Regions from separate parts of the Muntiacus reevesi genome. Here region 2 is linked to region 1. Evidence: chromatin contacts called from public Hi-C data. All regions are on one chromosome and are shown on one strand. Each heading gives the region's core, a stretch centred on a gene start, on an enhancer-like site or on the middle of the called end of the contact. The rest is flanking DNA. Distances are from core to core; before and after follow the strand shown. Region 1 holds the start of ASDURF (ASNSD1 upstream open reading frame). Region 2 holds the start of MSTN (myostatin).

The links. A called contact is a pair of places that touch in the nucleus more often than the background predicts.
Region 2: a Hi-C map of blood shows a contact between it and region 1, with 3 times the contacts expected there. The contact joins the promoter of MSTN here to the promoter of ASDURF in region 1. A contact is called at or near these places in 2 of 3 Hi-C or Micro-C datasets (blood and muscle).

What each region holds. Positions count from the first base shown.
Region 1 is chr3:262,542,115-262,545,968 of mMunRee1.1, forward strand. It overlaps ASDURF (ASNSD1 upstream open reading frame), which reads left to right and starts at 1,292. Exons shown (of 4, transcript XM_065931916.1): 1 at 1,292-1,471; 2 at 3,734-3,787. The coding sequence starts at 1,382.
Region 2 is chr3:262,926,664-262,930,552 of mMunRee1.1, forward strand. It overlaps MSTN (myostatin), which reads right to left and starts at 2,280. Exons shown (of 3, transcript XM_065927948.1): 1 at 1,805-2,280. The coding sequence starts at 2,177.

The DNA.
Region 1 (3,854 bases), core at 42-2,541:
TTGACTCCATCACACGGGTTCACTTGGGCATCTTCATGAAAACTTAAGATATCCTATGTTAAAGTATACTTTTCAAAAACAGAAAATCATTTTCCCTCTACAAATATAAAATGAACATTTGTCAAAGTTTTATTCAACTCATTAATTAATGAGTTAAAAATCAATTCAAAGAGTTTATGAGAAAGTAGACATATATTGATGCTTTTGACCTGTGGTGTTGGAGAAGACTCTTGAGAGTCCCTTGGACTGCAAGGAGATCCAACCAGTCAGTCCTGAAGGAAATCAGTCCTGAATATTCATTGGAAGGACTGATGCTGAGGCTGAAACATTTTGGCCACTGATGCAAGGAACTGACTCACTGGAAAAGACCCTGATGCTGGGAAAGATTGAAGGCAGGAGGAGAAGGGGACAACAGAGGATGAGATGGATCGATGGCATCACTGACTCAATGGACATGAGTTTGAACAAGCTCTGGGAGTTGGTGATGGATAGGGAAGCCTGGTGTGCTGCAGTCCATGGGGCTGCAAAGAGTTGGACAGGATTGAGTGACTGAACTGACTGAGACATATATTAATTTTAAAAATTAGGATAGGATTGCAGAGTTAGATGCAAAACTAATTAATATCTTGAAGAACACTAAATCACAGTTTGTGGAGGTGTCTGGTCTATCAGGTAGAAATTATTTTCATATCTACCAGTAATCTACCAGTTACACCCCTCCACTGCTAACAGAATATAAATGAGCCCAGTCAATAAAAAGTCAAACCTAAAAAAGCTACGAAAGAACACCTAAGTAATCTCTTGCCTATTTTCAAGTTTGGGATAATTTTTCTCATGGGGTGAGATATTGCAAATATTGCACAGGACAATATACTAAAATTTCATTCATTTATCTGAAATTCATATTTAACAGAGAATCCTGCATTATCTCTTAACCCTAACAACAAACTAACATTAACTTTACCAAGTCTGTACAGGGTCATTACCAACAGTGTATCTCTTAAATCTGTGTCTGGCTTCCATATTTTTGCCTAGATAATAAATATTAAGTGGTATTTCTACTGAACTTTTATTCTTTATATTCACCACTAGGGGGCGCATATAATTTACAGTCTACTAGATGCCACAGGGTAAACAGCGTTTCAACATCCCGTCCGCTAGGGTCCGTTCAGGGCCCTAATCACTTGTGCGCACGCGCGCAAGTACTCCTGGCCCAGATCCGGACTGCGCAGGCGTTCCAGTGAGCACGCGGACGCCATTGACAGGACTCACCGGAAATTGAAAGGGAGGGGCTGGGGCCGCTGGGAGCGCCGACGCGCCGGGGCGACGGACGCGGAAGTGCAGGAGTGCCGCCGGCCTGGCTCCCTGCGTGGTTGCGGAGATGCCCAGCCGAGGTGAGCGACCCGAGGACGGCGCTGGGCTCGTCCCTGCTGAGAGCTCGACCCCGCACAAGGAGGAGCTCAGCAGCAAGGTGAGCGCGGGGCAAGGTAACAGGGCCCTCGGGCTGCTCACCGCCGGAGACGAGTCGCGGTGGCCCCGTGGTCCAGTCTCGACTTGGCCCTGCTGCCCCAGGTACAGTGAAAGGGACACCTTGAAACTTGCCCCGAGGTCAGACCCAGATGGCAGTAAGGCGGAAGCTTAGTTGGTTCTGGTTTTTTTTTTTTTTTAATTACCATTTTTTAACATTTTAAAAAGTATCATACCGTAAAATTTGGCTCTTTTTCGTTTTCTCTATATTTAACGCGTGTATAAATTTGTGTGACCACCACCACAGTTGGAATATAGACAAGTTCCTCGACGCTAAAAGACTCCCTTTATAGCCATGCTTTCCCGCGCGCAGAAGCTCCGGCCGTCCCTGATCTGCTCTGCATCAGGACAGTTTTATCCCTCCCAGCACATCATGTAGATGAAATCACAGCTTATGCCTCTCTCCCGCTTAATGTCTTTGAGATTCATGGTTGGGTTTTTTTCCTATGTACACTTAGTTAAAACTTTTAGAAATTACCACCAGCCCTAGATCGGCTGCCTGTAGTCTCAGAAAATGTCAGCACCATCCATGCAGTTGTCCATGCCAGTAACCTGGGAGCCCATCTTTGCATCCATCACGAAGTTCTATCAGTTTCACTTTTGAGGCCTCTTTGTAAGGTCTCCCTTTATCACTGTGTACACTTTTAACCATCTTAAACCCGCCCCTTGCATCTGCCATAGGGAATCCTGCAAAAGTTTCGCAGCTGGTCTCTCCTTATCCATCTCCTTATCCATTGTTACCTTCTTCCCGTCTGTCCTTCATTTAATTGGACCTATGCTCCTAAAAATGTTATTTCATTGTTGCTCTTTTGCTCCTCCCCTCACAAAAGGGAGCCAATATAACGCCATAAATGGAAAAAAGAAAAAAAAATTTTTTTAATTTGAAATGAGGATGGCTATAATCTTTCAGGTAATAGATGTCTGAGATAATACTTTGGTTCTGTCCCAAACTGACACTGGCATCTTGGGCACATCTCTGATTCCTCTGTTACAATTTCCTTGTCTGAAGTGTTAAAGTATACCTGCCATTTCTAAAATGAATGGGAAAGTGCTATTCGAAGCCTTAAAACGAAGTTGTACAAATTAAGTCTTGGAATTCAGCCCAATCTCTGTAATCAGTCACTGCAGTGACTGGCAGGTGGAAGGCAGAAGGGTACACATCTGTGGGGAATGAATTTTCAAACTGCACACAGCCTGCTCTGATTACTATCATAGCATGCCACTTACACTTACATATAACAGATCCCCCAGGCATCAGAGTTTACAAAATAACGCTGTTAGAGGCTCTAGTGACACTGTGTAATCAGTCATGTTTGCAGTATGGCTATCTTTACTGAAAAGTTTAAAAGAAATTTAGTTTCCATTTAGTTGAGCCCTCTTCTACTTAAAAAAGGTGAGACCTAGTTCAAGAATGCCAGCCCTGTGCTAGCTTTTGAGATACAAAGAGGAATAAAGCAAAGATGGAAAAGTGATGAGTCATACTACCCCTGGTGGCTTAGACCAGAAAGAGTCGTCTGCCTGCAGTGCCAGAGACGTGGGTTCAATCCCTGGGTGGAGAAGATCCCCTGGAGAATGGAGTGGCAACCCACTCCAGTATTCTTGCTTGGAGAATCCCATGGACGGAGGAGACTGGTAGTCCACGCGGTCGAAGAGTCAGACATGATTGAACGACTAATACTTACTTACCCTCCATGTAGGATACTTAACTACTACTTGCTTAGTCTGTCTGGCTATACCATTTTGTATGTAAATCATGAAAAGCATGGCTATTGGGAGGGAAGGGTCACCCACTCCTCATTCCATTTGTTTTGTTTTTTGTTTTTTAATTTAAGATACAATTAAACCATTGAAAAATTGGTATTACTTTCAGGTCTTGGTGAATTTTTTTTTACATAACCTCTATTTTAAATAAAAGATATAAACTTTTTTTAGTAACTGTAGTTCTTGCCTGAATATGAGTGTTGGTCGCCAACCCCCTGTCTGGGTATAAAGGGCCATTTAACACTTTGTATGTCTAATCACTTTTCCCCTCAACTTTCCGCCACCTGCATGTCCACACAGACTGCTGTTGTAAAGAGTCTGTATATTCCCAAATTGCCCATTTGGACAATCAATGCTTGGAGTCCCTTATCCTATCTCTTTAAAGGGCTCTTATTGAGCATACTTTGATCATCTCTGATTTAATAAGTTTTCTTTATTTCAATAGATTAAAGAACAAAAAGTAGTTGTGGATGAACTTTCCAACCTGAAGAAGAACAGGGTAAGTGAGTTATTAGATTTACTCTGAATACTATGTGGGAGGGTTTGGTATCAATTGTACAAATCAG
Region 2 (3,889 bases), core at 1,030-3,529, 390 kb after region 1:
AAAGATAATTTTTATGAAAAATGAACAAACACCTCCATGTCAATCTATGAGCATTTTTTTAGTGGAATAATGTGTGCATATTTAGTCTTTTAAAATGTAAAAATATGTAGCATTTCATTCATGACAGCAAAATATCAAGTACAACAATTATTATAGCTTTTCAGAATCTTTTAGGTATATGTTTTTTCAGCTGTTTATGAGCAGCCTACTTCCTTTCCAGAGAACTGTGGACTAAGGAAAATTCTATTAAGGAATGAAAAGTGGATGAAATTTAAAATGATGATGATTAGAGAGAACAAGAGACACTGCGGAAGAACATCCACTTAGAATTCTTTGGGAATCTGAGAGTTACACTTACGGAGCAGCTGTACCGATCAGTCTGGAGAAAGGAACCCCTCCCCCAGGCCTGAATTACCTGGGGGCAAGACACACTGAGCAAGAGCTGAGCTCGGGAATTAGTAGAAAATACAGTGCATCTGCTACGCTAGGGCGCTGGGACAGGCTTTCAAAGAGGGGGAAAAAACTAGCAGGTAATTAGCACCAAAATTTAGATGTTGTATTCAAGCTATTTCAAAACTTAGAAAACACTGTCTTTAGGGCCAGGCTGTCATTGTAAGCAGAAGCACTTAGCAATTCCTTGCCTTTTTGTTTTCTCAAGATTGTGTATAAATAAGGCAAATCTATTCCAGGATTATCTGATAGCACAGTCCTAAAGGAAATCTATTTGTTGCCTTATAACCTAGTTACTTAGTAAGAAAAACCAGTACTTTGAAACTGTTTTGAGTCCAGTTTAAAGTGGGTAGAGCACTGTATAAAGCAAGATCAGAGACACATGGCACAAAAATCTTTCTTGTCATGCCTTCTCTGTTAGGGTGCCTGTCTCCCTTTCCTTGAGTATAGGTTTTAACTGCCTGCAACAGAAATGGTATGAAACATATTATCTTTCAGAAACAACATAGATAGTACATACAGGTGATAGTTCTCCCTCCTATAAGGAATAAAATAATATTTTAGAAGGTTATTAAGCATGTGCCTCCTAGATATGTGCAGACCAGGTACTCTCAACAATAGTACCATGGTCAGGGTATAAGGGGAACTTTGTAAGCCATAACCTACTCAATTAAAGTGTTTATTTCTTAGCATTTTCTGCTAATTAGCTCATGATTTATCATTATGCAGTGTTTACTTCCTTATTGCTCTTACTAATACATTAAGTTTATTTATTAAGAATATTTTTTATCCTTTCCACTGTAATAGCTTTCAAAATTAGATGCTCTGTGAAGAACATAAAAACCCTTTGAGAAATAGTTTTGAATAGCAGAAGTCATTCTAAGTGTTCAGCAAATGTCCAAATAGGCTTCAACATCTACAGATTTCTTCCTTTCTCTTTAATTAGTGAAAAAAAAAAAACCTGTTATTACAAATGCATATTTCAGGCAACCAAATGCAATTAGGAAATTTCATGTAAACTTTTCACACTGCTGTTACTGTCTCCCAATCCTTCGCCTTGGTAGCATTAAGCTGTGAAAACATAAACATGTTATAGCTGTGTAAACTATATAACATGAATGCTATGCAAGCATTTCATTTTTTATTTTTAGCTTTTGAGCTCTCTAAGGAGACAATGTAGCAGCTTTCAGTCTCATTAGTATATTTCTCAGGAAATCTTGAAAGAAGCTCTTTTCCCTCCTGCTTACGTACAAGCCAGCAGCTTGTTAAAAGAGCCTGAAAATAGATCGGTTTCTCATAAACACTAGAACAACAGTCAGCAGAATCGTCGCTCTGCACTAGCAAGGCTACTCACACTCCGTGGGCATGGTAATGACCGTTTCCGTCGTAGCGTGGTAGTCATCATCTTCCAAGGAGCCGTCACTGCTGTCATCTCTCTGGACATCGTACTGATCAATCAGTTCCCGGAGTGGAGGAGCTTTGGGCAGAAGTTGTCTTATAGCATCTTTGCTGATGTTAGGAGCTGTTTCCAGGCGAAGTTTACTGAGGATTTGGATTTTTATGGCTTCTAGTCTTAAGGATTTAGTGTTTTGTCTCCACAAACATGCATTACACAGCCCCTCTTTTTCCACATTTTCCTTCTGCTCGCTGTTCTCATTCAGATCCACTGGGCCAGCAACAATCAGCATAAATAGGTAAATATAAACACAGATTTGCAGTTTTTGCATGGTTTTAAAATCAAGACAATCTTTTCCCTTGTTCTTCCTTCTTCCGTTTACTTTTCTTTTGCTTTTGAGTAACGCCAAGCCAAACGTTAATGCCTGCCCAGGCTGAGAGACAACTTGCCACACCAGTGAATCTTTTATACTGTATTCCAAGTGGCTTTTTATATTCCAACTTTGATGAGACAAGTGTCGTCGGGATCTGTGATTGGCTCTTGCTCCACAATGAATCTCGCTGTCAGAGGTTAAAACCCTGTCTGTCACAAGTCACCACACAGTATTTTGTTACAGTCAAGGGTGAGCTGATTCATTTGACTACTTCTTAAAAGGAATAAATCTATGAATAATAAAGGCTGTATGTGACATTCGAAAAATTAAAAACTATATTAGCAATAACATATACACTTAGATCTTATTCATCTTTATATGTGAAACTTTAAAATTATAATTTAAGTGAATAAATCTTAATTTACACTTCATGCTTAAAAAGTGGATATGTTCTTCCCTCAGAAAATAAAATGACTTTATATTATTTAAGTAAGCATTTGAAGTAAAAAGAATTTTATTTGTTATATTAAATTATTTTTAGTCTTGTATAATTAAAAAATACAGATTTATTTAGGAAGACTTAAATGAAAAGATTGTCATACTAGTAAAAGATTTTCTGCTATAATTTGAGAAACTTGTTTCCCTGAATAAATTCTTAGTGCATAATGAAAAACCCTACTTTAATATTAAATTGCTCGTGGAATTACTTTTAAATAATACCTTTTATTCATATGAAAATTGTATTTCAGTTTCAATTGACTACTATTAAGGTACTTCCTATCCTAAAGTTGCAGATTAATATTGCTCAGAGGATGTGTTTTTTCATTGTTTATTACAAAGGGGATATTGTCAGCTATTTGAACTTAGAATAACTTAGAATGACATAGAATAAGAAGATAGTGAATTTTATGATGGGTAATGAAGTTTTCCTCTGCTTTCCAGTGGTAAAAGAAAAAATGTAGTTACCTACTCTCTGTAAATTATATCCGAACATTGTGAACGCAGAAAAGGAAAGGAGCACCATAATAAAGGGTGCCCATTTTTCTACTCTCAGTACTGGGCTAGTACATTTTTATACTTCCTACTACTGGGCTACTTCCTAGTACTTCCTTTGTCAGTTTCTCATTGACCGGAGTACAGATACCTGGCAGGGATTTGGGGTAAGGTTTGGGAGCAGAGAATGGGGCTTTTTCTTCTCTAAATTTAAGTGGCCCCTGTAGGGATCAAACTCTCAACCTTAGCTTTGGGAGCCACAAGATCTAATCAAATGCACTATTAAAAAGCTAAACAAATATAGCTAGTAAGAAACAGAAGCTGTTTCCGGGCCACAGGAGATTTATTTTTCCTACTACTTTTGGGGAAGCTAAGGACTCCTAAGGGAGTTAATCCATTACTTTTTTTCCCAAGAGAGTGCAGTGGTTCATATCAAATATTTATTTTTTAGGTCACTACTTTCGCACATTGTACACTAATTTACTGCCTCAGTGCACTAAAATGCAACTCAGTAGCCTGAAAAGTTAATGCATTTTCATCAAATTCTTAAGAGGTATCTACATCTCTTGAGAAAAAATGGCCTTACATAATGCATTAGATTTGCCCATCATTAAAGATTAAGGAAAACCAGACACAAACCAGATGCCGTGAAGGATTTCAGATAGTCTTTGTTGTGG